Regions from separate parts of the Triticum aestivum genome. Here region 1 is linked to region 2. The links are chromatin contacts, called in public Hi-C maps. All regions are on one chromosome and are shown on one strand. Each heading gives the region's core, a stretch centred on a gene start, on an enhancer-like site or on the middle of the called end of the contact. The rest is flanking DNA. Distances are from core to core; before and after follow the strand shown.

Region 1 (7,318 bases), core at 306-2,805, 480 kb before region 2:
CAAGACAGATCTGTTTGTGACTATTGCACATGAATTAAAACTCAGAACTGCATGACTTGATTAAAATCTAAGATCCCATGAATTCACAAGAAAAGCTATGATGTGGGAAAACTCAGCAAGTGATCTCACATATACGGGAAGCTAAAAGTTCAAGTGGGGTTTCCTTTTCCTCCGGAGAAGCCCATGTAAAACTGTTTTGGTCCAAAAGTGTAGGCTAACATATGACCACCTTATCCACTTGCAGAGATAATCTATTGTAACACTTTGTGTTCAGATCAATAGACACTTGTACTCCTCGATCTTGAATGTAGCAGTTGGGTAAAATAAATGGCAGTACATTATCTGATCTCATGAACCAACCTAACTCTGAATGATGGGCGAAGCAGAACAGGTAAGCGGGACAGTGAGAGCAACCCAAATTAAGACGGGGAGATGCACTTACAGGAAAGTATGTGAAGATATTTTTCACTTCGAATGCTTCCATGCAGCATCAGCGGGCCGAACATCCAGCAAAGAAAGAACTAATGAACAACATGAACCAACAAAACAAATCAAGATTAAGGCAAACAGTAACCAAGGGAGAGTAAAGAAAAATAGGACTGGGAAGGGACGGAGCCACACCAGTCGGAGTCTGCAACATGTGCTTGAAGGTGAGATGTACCGGCACATGATGACCTCGCCGGAGCTGAAGAACGAATCCACCATCCAGACCGTGAACCTGAAACTCACTAAACCAAAATATCAAAAATCAGATTAATCCAATCCATAGCGGTGAAATCAACTTGTAAATTGAGAATCAAATCGTGTTGCTATTGATCAATCATCAATCACTGTGAGCTGAGTCCACTGGACATCGTGAGTCAGGTAATGATGGATCATGAATTGGCAAAAATGAACATACCATTTGGGACGCAAGAATCCTTCTGTGGCCTCTTCCTCTCCTGTTTCGGCCGACGTCGCTTCTGGTGCAGTACTGGACTACTTGACGAAGGAAAGTATGTGACCATCGTTCATGCTCACGCTTGGCTCGGTTTGGTCAATTGCTAGAACACCTCGCATGCGAGCTGAACACCAGCGTCGCAGGAGGCAGCAAGCGAGGGGCTAGAGCTGGCGCGGGGCAGAGAGGCTGCTAGAGGAGGCTAGCGTGTCAACCTAGACACCATGTTCACGTACCTGCAGCAGAACAATCGTCTCCCGCCCAGCCTCCTCCGACGCCGGGCGCGTCCTCTTCCTCTGCCCGAGCTGCTTTTCCAAGACTCCAATGGCATTGCCGCCCCATCCTTCAATGCCAACACCACCACCGATAACCCAAGCAGCGATGGAGGAGCCCCTTGCCATATGGTATGTCCCCGTTTTGTGTTTTTCGTCGTCTTGGGGAAAGAAGAGCGGCGTACTGAAGGAGAGCGACGGAGCTCCCTCCGGCCGGTGGTAAGAGATGAGATGGAGGGCACGGGGAGAAGCTCCCTCCGGCGGCATCAAGAGATAAGGTGGAGGGTATGGGGAGGGGGCGTGGGGAATCGCTGCAGGCCGCTGGCTGACTCGATCTCGAGCGACTGCTCGGAGGCAATGAGAGGAGACGTGCGTCTCATTTATACAGAGGACAGGACGTCTCTAGATAAGTTGACGTGTCGATCTGACAATCCCTTTTTACCCTCAGGACTGCACGCGTGACATCCAGATTGACATGTTGTACACCCAAAAAACTTAAAAAAACAGAAAAAAGACGCGTGGGACCAACACACCTAAACCGGCAACAACCCTGTGAATCGAACGTGGAAAACGCGGAGACAGATAAAAAAAGGCAAGGACTCTCTGGAAACTGATGGTAGATAAGGCCACATAAATAGGTAACTACCACGCCAGGAGAGAAAACGCCTACAAACTCTTCCAGACACGCGTCATTTTTACACAGCGGTCAAAAAAAGTTCAAAAAAACCAGGGAAAAGGAACCCTTACGGGCCTAGTATTCTAGTTATGTGCGGTCTACTCTACCAAGAATATTGTTGGTTTAGCAACGGGGATAAATATTGGAGTTACCCTAAGTTTCATGTTTGTGACATTATCTACCTTACTATTCAGCAGCTTTTTTTCAATTTTTATTATTCAATTTCGTTCATGCAAACTGTTGCAATTTTTATTCTAATTTTTTTATTATTGTGTTATGACTAGTCGGCCCACATGTAAGTGTTGACTTGGATGCCATGTGGGTTGGTTAATTTGGCCAACCCGTTTTCTTTCGGTGCATCTGGTTTTTCTTTTTAGTTGTTTCAGCGAGTACTGTTGTTGTTGGGTGCCTCTCCCTCGCCTGCACGGGGCCATCCATCTGCACGCTGGAGTAGCGGCGTTGCTGGTGCAGTAAGCCCATGTTCACGGGATGGACAGGAAGCGGGGATACGCCGAGTGTGTGTTCGGCTCGGGAGTGATAGAAGACAAGACAGGAAGACGGAAGAGGTGAAACAGGAATAGAGGCACACCACGAACATGCCAGGACGCCCTACCGAGCTAGGGGAGCTCAAAAGCAATGACACCATTGTCAATGGAGGATACCGAAGCTGACGCTTGTGGGGTCACAGCTCGAGGATGAAGGGCTGCCTGGGAACAGCTACAAGAGCTTCATCACAACACCATAAGTCGATAAGGGGAGAACAAAGAGCGGGGACGTGACTGTAGCGACAGATCAATTATGGTCCCGACAGGACCAGAGACGAGGAAGGAAAAATGGGTGATGGTGATACATGGCTTCCCGAGTCGATTCCTCCGAAGGAGTTGCTCCGCTGGCCAAGATGAAACTGCGTGGTGAGGCATTGACATTAGGCGTGTGTTCTAAGGCATGGACAGTGGGTGCCATGCTCGGGGCTCTAATTGTTGTGGCCACATGAAAAGTTGGTACCGCTAGAACCGGAACCCAACAAGCATTTGAAGAAGTAAACCAGCCATTTGGCAGGCCAAGTCAACACTTACACGTGGGCCCAACCAATCAGAATGGCAAAAAAGGGTAGAAAGTGGCGACTATTTGTTTAAATTCAGTAAAAAAATATGTTAAATGGAGCACAATTTGAAATTTGGGGATAAAAATGGAATTTACTCCATATTAGCTAGCAAACAGGGCATTTTTTTTTTACAAATGAAGCTCGTTTCTAACTTAGACTTGGCATCAACATCATCAAGGACAACGATTGTATATCTCCTTTACAATCTTATTATTATTACTAGTTTGTTAGCCCTTGTGGCTGTTTTTTTAAAGGTAACAGTATCTTAGATTTGTTAATTATCAAGAAAAACAAATTTACACTAAAAATCATGTCGATTATCTTTTTTCCTTCGATAGTACGCCGACCATTGGAGATTGAAAATTTCAATAAATTGACATCATAGGAAAAGGACACCTGCAAACACCCTCGCCGCTTGAACTAGAAATTGTTGAAGAAACATCGGTTGGGGCATCACCCCCCACAACACACTGGTACAACTCTTCACCACAAATCCAAATGATTAGAGAAACAAGAGCAGACAAATCAAAAGAAGATGTTGAAGTCATCACACCAAAATACTACACAAGCCCTTCATCCATGTCGGATTGAACGTCATCGATGTAGGAAGCTATCGAAAAGGCTTATCTCAATGTGCATCGCCGTCGCCATCTCGCCGATCCTATCAGAAAACCAAAACATAAAGAGAACACAAACCTAGTAAAACTGAAAAAAAGACGACTATCGAAAATGCTTTATTTCAATGCGCATCGCCGACGCCATCCCGTCGATGCTAACAGAAAATCAAAACCTAAAAAGAACACAAACCTAGTAATGCTGACGAAAAAAACGAAAGAGTCGACTCCAAACTCATCTTGTCGTCGATGAGACCGCCGGACGGGAGAGCGAGGAGGATCAAGGCGGTGTCATGCAGAAGGCTTTGGTGCCGGCTAGGGTTGAAGGATGTGGGATGCATGTATAATTATTATGTTTCTATGGGTACTCGTCTAGCCTTTGTCACTGGTTGGTTACTTGGTTTACAGGAACCATGAGATATTCTCCCACGTGACATGATTGAAGTATGCAAGTGGGCCTAGTTGGTTCGACTTGGACAAGAAAAATGTCCTTGGTACTCTAGGTGTACGTTATCCCTTTTAAAATTTTCAGAATAAACCGCCCTGCTTGACATGAAGCAGTACAGTTAGGTCCACGAGTATATAAATTGGGTTGTTCCGCAGTTATGCAAGCATGGTATGCTAAGCTAGCTGTCACGATACTGTAGATCCAGGGTGCATGATTCACGTTTGCCGGGAACACGTGGTTCGATCCGTCCGCGTGGATTTTAGCAGCCGGAAATGACGGTCTATTGGGCAGGAGGTGACTTTTCTTTTGGAGCTGAACAGGACGTGACATGAGCAATGAGGTTTGTAGTTGTCTCGCTGGGGTGCTCCTTGTGGCTGTGTACAACAGTAATCGCAGAGAGCGATTTCTAATGGGCCGGCTAAGTCCAGTTTTTTTAAATGGTAGGATTGCTGCATTTATTAAGAAGTTTTTTTAATTAGCCAAAACCGAGCTAAAATCAGATTACCCGATTAATTATGAAAAACCGAGCGAAAGTCATCACAATCGATGAGCGGCACACAAGACCCACTCACAGCACTATAAAGAGGGCATTGCCGAGATAACGCACATGCGTCATCGTCATCACTCCTTCTCTAGAGAATTTACCGTCATTGTCGGCCCAATCAGAACCATGGTACCATGGGTCGGCGGAACGGAAATCCCTATTGGACGCTCGGTGCGTCATAATTTCGAGCAAACACACAGGCATCGAGCAGGATCGAGTGCATTGGACCGGCCCAGTTACGTCATCTGTCACCTGTCACGTTGGTTTTAGGAACCTTCTAGCAGGTTCCTGTCTGGTTTTATCGGTTTTGGGAACCTTCCAGAAGTTTCTCTGAAGCCGGTTTTTTCCTGTTACTTCTTTCTCTCTTTTTATTTTTAATTTTCCATTTTTCCCTTTTCCATTTCTCTTTTTATTTTCTTTCCTATGTAATTTCCTTTTTCAAGTTTTTTCCCTTTTCGACAAGTGGTCAGAAATTTTACAAATGTGCGCATTTTAAATTTTGTCCACAAATTCCGACATTGCTGGAGAATTTCAAAATATGTTCCCACTTACAAAATTTTATTTGCAAATTTTAAAAATGATCGTGTTTTGAAAATTTGTTTGCAAATTAAAAATATGTTCGGGAAATTTTGTTCAAGAATTTGAAAATTCTTCATATTTCGAAAATTCTTTCTAAAATTCACAAAAAAAGTCTAGGAATTTCAAATATGTTCGCATTCTTATTTTTGTCACAAATCTAAAAAATGTTTGGGAATTTCAAATAATGTTTCAGTTTTCAAGTCTTTTCATGTTTTCAAACAATTCCAAATTTGTTCACAAATAAAAAAAAACATGTTTTCAAAATTTGTTCGCAAATACAAAAAATGTTCATGATTTGGAAAAAAATGTTTGTTATTTTATAAAAATGTTTATGCTGCCAAGTATTTTCATGTTTTTCGAGAAAATCATGTTTCTAAAAAATGTTTGTAAATTCAAACAATATTTAATTATTTGATCTTGTTCCTCTTTCTTCAAAAAATGTTGGTGTTGCAGAAAATATTTATTTTTTGAAAAAAATCAAATTCGAAATTTAAAAATAAGTTGACATCTATCGCGTCTGATAGTTCATATAATCTCGGATGCCATCTTAGACATGAAGTCGCATGTAGTACGTACTAAGTTGTTGCAAGGTCTTTGGTTCGATCCCTTGTAGGCACTTAACTATTTTTGGAATTATCACATGTGTTCAGTCGTAGTTCACATTAAGCTGGGCCGCCCAGTCGGGCGACCCCCCCTGTGTGGCGCGCGTCTGTTGGACGCAATGCGCGTCACATAGGAGGTCCTCGGCGGAACATGGGGCTTGACAGTGGTTCCCGACGAGCAACGCATCATTAGTTCACCCTTGGAAGGATTACATGGCACCATGTTGGCACCCCAGCCACTACTCGGTTGGCGGGGCTCATGCTCGCCGCCAAGCGCTATCGCCCGTGAAGCATGGTTTCCCGTGAAGTAGTTCCATTATCGTGAAGGAACTAGAGAATCTGCATGTCAGAGGCATTTAATGCGCACCACCACGCTACAGTGACCGGCGTCCACTGCCAGGATGGGACTAAGTGTGTCCATCTTTTGTCTTCGTGCACCGGCATGGCGCGTGGGGGCAAAAACAACAAATTTGACCCGTAACCGAAATTAATTCACGAAATGAACTGTTCTTAAAAAAATTTCACCTCCGACCCTATCATGTAGCGCCCGACAGCCAGGCGCCACACTGCACTGTGCAGCGTCTGAACGTAAGGCGTTACACATCTGACAAGCGTCGCACTTCGGACTGCCTGAAAATTGCTAAGTTAGTGTGCAACGCCTAAAAGCTAGGCGTCACACTATACAGTGTAACGCCTAGCATCTAGGCGTTGCATGTACCACCTACACGTTCAGGGATGGGCCTTTCGCAACAGTTGCATGCATGTGCCTACGCCTCATCACATGTACACTGCTCCATAGTCCAGTGGACCTTTGATTGCACCGATCGATTGACCACCAGGCCATGCAAAAGCGGAGGCCGATTAACCAACACGGGTGGGTCGGACACATGCATGTGAGCGCGCTTGCATCGGAGAAATCACCATGCACCCCGGCCGGCCTTACGTACGTGCGGGAACGTCAACCACACGATCCAGCGGGCGTTTGACTGACCAGATCGATTGATTACCAAGCCATGCAGAAGCGGGGGCGATTAGCCAACACCGGCGGCTCGGACACATGCATGCGGGGGAAATCACTAGTGGCCACTAGTGCAACGGCTAGAGGCTAGGCGCTGCACTGTATAGTGTGGCGCCTAGCTCTCAGGCGTTGCACACTGACTTAGTAATTTTCAGACTGCCCGAGGTGCGATGCTTGCGAGGTATGTAGCGCCTTTCAGTCAGGCGCCGCATAGTATAGTGTGGCGCCTAGTTGTCGGGCGCTACACGAAAAGGTCAGCGGAGCGAATTTTTTTTTAAGAACAGTTCATTGTATGAATTCTTTTTTACCACAGGTCAAATTTGTCATTTCTGCCGACGCGTGGTCAGCTACAAGGGGCGGAGAGGCGCCACCAACCCAATGTGTGTCTACAGGGGCGTCTTGTAGCTACCTACCGATGTGGGCGTGGAGGCTATGCCCTGTCACATCGGGCCGGTACGGACGAGCTTTCTCTCTCTGTTTGTGCCAGTTATGTGCAACCCCTCGTGGCGATAAGGGAAGGACC
Region 2 (7,222 bases), core at 1,063-3,562:
GCAGAAGTATTTGCCTTTTGTGTTGGCCCAAAAATGTAATGATAAATTGAAGGCCAGACTACTGAGTACCACAGCAGGGCTAAATTCATAACTGATCCTCCGCAAACTAACAAACCAATGGTCCCTCAAAATTTACCAGTGCAAGCAAACAGCATTTACACAGAGAGTAAACTGTGACAATCACAACTATTCGCTACTAACCGCAGTGACACCATACAAATTGATACCAATACACCGTCGGCATAATTTTGACTAAGTTGGGATATTGTAGGTGTAAAACAACTTACGAGCTGGGCAGATTCACGAACAAGGGCATTTTCAGTATGAAGAAAGAGTGATCTCTGTTGTTGAGATAGTTTGAATCCCATCTCTGCAGCTCTTTTTGAGTATCTGTCTGCATTGAATTCATTTCCTTGCCTCTTTGCCTCTAGCGATCTAGCAAACTTTATGCTCTTCTTCAATGCTAAAGAAAGGTTTGACAGAGATGGAATTAATATTAGTAAAATGATCAATTGTGAACAAAGAAAGAAACCACACTACGTGTACTGCTTAGAGAGAGGGGGGGGGGGGGGGAGGGGGAGAGTGAATTGAATATGCCGAGAATTACCACCAAGCCGGCTTCTTGCATCCTGATAATGGAGATTAGTCCACATAAAAGCAGCTGTTCGGACAGGAATAAAGAGATAAGGTGTATGTTCACATGGCATCATAATGACACATACAATACATGTGGAAGCAAGAAATTCATGTAAACATACCCTTAAGACAGAAAGAGCAAGTGCAAGACTTTGTAGCACATGATTTTTCCAAGCCACCAACCTCCATTGGAGGATGCTGGACATTTGTACATGTCATGTCATCACGAGCTGTAGCGTCAAATGAAGACTGCGAATTCTGATTTCCTGGTGATACAACCATCTCCTCTTGAGTCAGACATTCACCCTCATTAGTCTTATCATTAATTACAATCTTACTAGCCTCACTGGCATATGGCAGCAACTCACTATCAGTGTCTTCATCATCTTCCCCTTCACAGCCACCCTCTGATTCCAAGGAAGACTCCGCCTTGTCGTTGAGGCCAGAAGAATCCAAAGATACGCAACGATTCCTCGCGTCATCATCATCCTTGGATAGTAGCCCAGCTGCCTGAGCAGCCATGTGCTGAACCTTGGCTCCACGGAAAATTGAAGTCCTTGCGAAGTCCTCTTTGCCAATACCATCAACCAGAACTTCAAAAAGGTTTCCTGATGCCCCAGCATTGGCCTTTGCCTTTTCATCAGACTCTTTCCTAGGGTCAGCGACCTTTTCGACCCGACTAATCTTGACTCCACCTGCATTCTTCTCCAGATCGCATGAGGCTGGCCGCTTGCCAAGGACATTTGTCAGGTCTCCAAAGGCCCGCCGGACACTGCCCTGGGTGTTTTCAGTCATTGCAGCTTCCAGGTACTCACCAACTTGACAAGATTAACAGCAAAATCGCGGCCGACAACCATATAATACAACTGCATTGATCAATTCAGAAACAAAATACAATGTGAGTGATGTATTCATACTGTGTTGAGAAAGAAGGGGGTAAATGCACATAAGCATGGTTTAGATTTTAGAGCCAAAACAAAGGGCTAATGTTTGCGAATAGTGAAAATGGTTGTGCCGTCTTATATACAGGACAACGGGAAGCAAAAGGAATCCCATGTGCTCGGAGGCTAGGAGCTAACTGAATATTCAGCGTAAATCAAGCCGACTAAGTGCCAATGGATGCAAAATTGGATGAGATCGAGGGTTTCTGAGACGGAATCCTCCCGCTCTCGCCCCCCAAAAGAATACATAGGACGTAATGCGCGTTAATTCCGCAGAGTTGACAACGATTTAGCGGGGAAATAGGGTTCCATTCCGTCGTCTTAGTACAAAGTAGAGTCGCTACAAAAACATGGAAACGGCGAGTCTATCGTCAGGATGGATCAACGGGGATTCCAGCTCTACACCGGAAGGGGGGGAAGCCGAATCTGACAGGAAACATGGTGGGGCGGTGGCCTCACCCCCCAGCCTCCCGCGTAGTAGCCACCGGGCCAAAACCTACAGATGCGGTGGCGAGACGGAGAGGAGGGGTAGGGTTTGGGGGCGCAGACCTCGCCGCGGGACGCCCGCCGTTCCTCCCGAGATCGCCCTCCGGAGCGGGGGGCGCGCGAGGAGAGTGGGGTGGGGTGGGAAGGGACTCTCTCTCTCTCTCTCTGGTTGTGGGGGTGGGGGTGGAGGCGAAAAGGGTTGGAGCGGGGCGGGGCGGCGCGAGCGGGGAAGGCCTGGCGCCTGGCGGTCCCGGGTTGCGCGCGCTCGCGTTCGGAGATTTGGGCGCCGTGCCCGTGCGCGCGCGCCGGGCGCGGGAGGTTCCGCTCGGGTCGGCGCGCGTTGGTTGGTAGGAATAGGATGGACCTGCCCCGCCACGGGTCCGTCGCGTCGGTCGTTCGGCGTTCCGTGGATCTGCTCCGATGCCGCAACGCTAGGCGTCGGTGCAGCGAATCGTGCACCCGGATCGGCCACCTCCACCGCCGTCGGATCTCTCTTACATACGAGATCAGGCACTATAAGTAAACAAGAGAGAGTGGAGTTGTATCTTAAAGCATCTCCGGCCGTTTGTCCCCTAGGACGCCGAAAAAACGCCGTCTGGGCCGAGCCGGCGTTAATTTCGATGTCGGGGCGAACGTGTTGCCAGTCGCCGCCCCCAAATCGACACAACTCGACACAAACATGACACAAACTCGGCGATTTCATTCAAATTTGTACAAAAACAGCAAACATGATTTAAAAACAAGTACGCCTAGCCCTACTACGTCGTTGTCGGCGTCCGCCTTCTACATGCCGAGGAGCCTGTAGAACCGGGTGTAGTCATCGTCATCATCGTCGTCGCCGCCCTGCGTGGTGCCGCCCCCGTCCCTGCTGCACCCCTGACCAGGGTCGCCGACGCGCGAAGGGTTGGACGGCCCGAGCGCGTCCTCGTCGTCACTGTCGAGGACGACAACGACGCCCTCACCGCGTCCGCGGTGTCGAGCTTTGATCTCCTCATAGGCCCGGCGCTGGCGCTCCACCAGCTCGCGGACGTAGTCCGCCTTCGCCCACTTGAGGATGGTCTCGTCATCGGCGGCCATCTCCTCGTGCTCCTTCTTCACGGGGAGCAACCCCGGCTCGGTCTTCGACCGAACGAGGCGGAGGGAACGAGGGGATGGGCGGTCGCCCTCATTGATGACTGCGGCTCTGGCTTGACGGGGCGGAGCGTCGGCGACCCGAAGGGAAGCGAGTCAGAGCCCGCCGACGAGGAGGTAGCCATCTCCATTCGCCGTGGCATCCAGGAACTACCGCGACGGTGATAGAAGGGCGGGGGCGCCGGGTACTCGAGGTGCGGCGTGTTGCCGGCCTCGAGGGTGCGGCCGGAAATGCCCCACCATTAGCGCCGCCCGTCGGAGTTGAGGCATCCACAGGGCACGGTGTCGTTTGTGGAGGCGACCTGATCGGCGTGGCGACAATCGAAGTACATCGTCCATAGCATGTGGCTGTCGACGGCGTACCTCGGCTCATTCCGTTGCGCCTCCGACAGCGACGAACGGATGCGCGCTATCTCGGCATGCCGTTCGGCATCGGTGGGCGCTAGGGGCACCGGGACGCCGCCGGCGCTCTGTTGGGGAACGTTGCAGAAAATTAAAAAATTTCCTACGGTTTCACCAAGATCCATCTATGAGTTCATCTAAGCAACGAGTCATGGAAGATGCATCTACATACCACTTTGTAGATCGCGAGCGGAAGCGTTCAAAAGAACGGGGTTGAAGTAGTCGTTCTCGTCGTGATCCTATCACCGGAGATCCTAGCGCCGAACGGACGGCACCTCCGCGTTCAACACACGTACGGAGCGGATGACGTCTCCTCCTTCTTGATCCAGCAAGGGGGAAGGAGAGGTTGATGATGATGGCTCCAGCAGCAGCACAACGGCGTGGTGGTGGTGGAACAGCAGCACTCCGGCAGGGCTTCGCCAAGCACGTGACGGAGGAGGAAGAGGTGTAGCAGGGGGAGGGAGGCGCCAGAACTGCAGGGTGCGGCTGCCCCCTCCCCCCCCCTTTATATAGGCCCCCAAGGGAGGGCGCTGGCCCTGGGAGATCCAATCTCCCAAGGGGGGCGGCGGCCAAGGGGGTGGAGTACCCCCCAAGGCAAGTGGGCCCCCCCCTAGGGTTTCAACCCTAGGCGCAGGGGGTGGGCCAAGGGGGGCGCGACAGCCCACTATGGGCTGGTTCCCCTCCCCACTTCAGCCCTTGGGGCCCTCCGGGATGGGTGGCCCCACCCGGTGGACCCCCGGGACCCTTTCGGTGGTCCCGGTACAATACCGGGCGACCCCGAAACTTTCCCGATGGCCGAAATATCACTTCCTATATATAATTCTTCACCTCCGGACCATTCCGGAACTCCTCGTGACGTCCGGGATCTCATCTGGGACTCCGAACAACATTCGGTATGCTGCATACTCATATTCATACAACCCTAGGCGTCACCGAACCTTAAGTGTGTAGACCCTACGGGTTCGGGAGACACGTAGACATGACCAAGATGGCTCTCGGGCAATAACCAACAGCGGGATCTGGATACCCATGTTGGCTCCCACATGCTCCTCGATGATCTCATCGGATGAACCACGATGTCGAGGATTCGAACAACCCCGTATACAATTCTCTTTGTCAATCGGTACGTTACATGCCCGAGACTCGATCGTCGGTATCCCAATACCTCGTTCAGTCTCGTTACCGCAAGTCACTTTACTCGTACCATAATGCATGATCCCATGACCAAACACTTGGTCACTTTCAGCTCATTATGATGATGCCTTACCGAGTGGGCCCAGAGATACCTCTCCGTCATACGGAGTGACAAATCCCAGTCTCGATCCGTGTCAACCCAACAGACACTTTCGGAGATACATGTAGTGCACCTTTATAGTCACCCAGTTACGTTGTGACGTTTGGTACACCCAAAGCACTCTTACGGTATCCGGGAGTTACACGATCTCATGGTCTAAGGAAGAGATACTTGACATTGAAAAAGCTCTAGCAAAACGAACTACACGATCTTGCGCTATGCTTAGGATTGGGTCTTGTCCATCACATCATTCTCTTAATGATGTGATCTCGTTGTCAATGACATCTAATGTCCATAGTCAGGAAACCATGACTATCTGTTGACCAACGAGCTAGTCAACTAGAGGCTCACTAGGGACATGTTATGGTCTGTGTATTCACACGTGTATTACGATTTCCGGATAATACAGTTATAGCATGAATAAAAGACAATTATCATGAACAAGGAAATATAATAATAACCATTTTATTATTGCCTCTAGGGCATATTTCCAACAGTCTCCCACTTACACTAGAGTCAATAATCTAGTTACATTGTGATGAATCGAACACCCATAGAGTTCTGGTGTTGATCATGTTTTGCTCGCGAGAGAGGTTTAGTCAACGGATCTGCGACATTCAGATCCGTATGTACTTTGCAAATATCTATGTCTCCATCTTGAACATTTTCACGGATGGAGTTGAAACGACGCTTGATGTGTCTGGTCTTCTTGTGAAACCTGGGTTCCTTGGCAAGGGCAATAGCCCCAGTGTTGTCACAGAAGAGTTTGATCGGCCCCGACGCATTGGGTATGACTCCTAGGTCGGTGATGAACTCCTTCACCCAAATTGCTTCATGCGCTGCCTCCGAGGCTGCCATGTACTCCGCTTCACATGTAGATCCCGCCACGACGCTCTGCTTGCAGCTGCACCATACTGCTCCACCATTCAACATATACACGTATCCAGCTTGTGACTTAGAGTCATCCAGATCTGTGTCGAAGCTAGCGTCGACGTAACCCTTTACGACGAGCTCTTCGTCACCTCCATAAACGAGAAACATGTCCTTCGTCCTTTTCAAGTACTTTAGGATATTCTTGACCGCTGTCCAGTGTTCCTTGCCGGGATTACTTTGGTACCTTCCTACCAAACTTACGGCAAGGTTTACATCAGGTCTGGTACATAGCATGGCATACATAATAGATCCTATGGCTGAAGCATAGGGGATGACACTCATCTCTTCTTTATCTTTTGCCGTGGTCGGGCATTGAGCCGAGCTCAATCTCACACCTTGCAATACAGGCAAGAACCCCTTCTTGGACTGATCCATTTTGAACTTCTTCAAAATCTTATCAAGGTATGTGCTTTGTGAAAGACCTATGAGGCGTCTCGATCTATCTCTATAGATCTTGATGCCTAATATATAAGCAGCTTCTCCAAGGTCCTTCATTGAAAAACACTTATTCAAGTAGGCCTTAATGCTGTCCAAAAGTTCTATATCATTTCCCATCAAAAGTATGTCATCTACATATAATATGAGAAATGCTACAGAGCTCCCACTCACTTTCTTGTAAACGCAGGCTTCTCCATAAGTCTGCATAAATCCAAACGCTTTGATCATCTCATCAAAGCGAATGTTCCAACTCCGAGATGCTTGCACCAGCCCATAAATGGATTGCTGGAGCTTGCATACTTTGTTAGCCTTCTTAGGATCGACAAAACCTTTCGGCTGCATCATATACAGTTCTTCCTTAAGATGTCCATTAAGGAATGCTGTTTTGACGTCCATCTGCCATATCTCATAATCATAGTATGCGGCAATTGCTAACATGATTCGGACGGACTTCAGCTTCGCTACGGGAGAGAATGTCTCGTCGTAGTCAATCCCTTGAACTTGTCGATAACCCTTAGCGACAAGTCGAGCTTTATAGACGGTAATATTACCATCCGCGTTCGTCTTCTTCTTAAAGATCCATTTGTTTTCTATCGCTTGCCGTTCATCGGGCAAGTCTGTCAAAGTCCATACTTTGTTTTCATACATGGATTCTATCTCGGATTTCATGGCTTCAAGCCATTTGTTGGAATCTGGGCCCGCCATTGCTTCTTCATAGTTCGAAGGTTCACCGTTGTCCAACAACATGATTTCCAGGACAGGGTTGCCGTACCACTCTGGTGCGGAACATGTCCTTGTGGACCTACGAAGTTCAGTAGCAACTTGATCCGAAGTACCTTGATCATCATCATTATTTTCCTCTTCAGTTGGTGTAGGCATCACAGGAACATTTTCCTGAGCTGCACTACTATCCCGTTCAAGAGGTAGTACTTCATCGAGTTCTACTTTCCTCCCACTTACT

What was found. A called contact is a pair of places that touch in the nucleus more often than the background predicts.
Region 1: a contact with region 2 is called in a Hi-C map of leaf, with 2.9 times the contacts expected there. The contact joins the promoter of LOC123138195 here to the promoter of LOC123138191 in region 2. A contact is called at or near these places in 2 of 5 Hi-C or Micro-C datasets (both in leaf).

Annotation. Positions count from the first base shown.
Region 1 is chr6B:591,251,915-591,259,232 of IWGSC CS RefSeq v2.1, reverse strand. It overlaps LOC123138195 (phosphatidylinositol transfer protein 3), which reads right to left and starts at 1,555. Exons shown (of 8, transcript XM_044558125.1): 1 at 902-1,555; 2 at 622-728; 3 at 1-521.
Region 2 is chr6B:590,773,977-590,781,198 of IWGSC CS RefSeq v2.1, reverse strand. LOC123138191 reads right to left here and starts at 2,312. Exons shown (of 6, transcript XM_044558117.1): 1 at 2,127-2,312; 2 at 1,005-1,502; 3 at 759-902; 4 at 608-661; 5 at 288-463. The coding sequence starts at 1,431.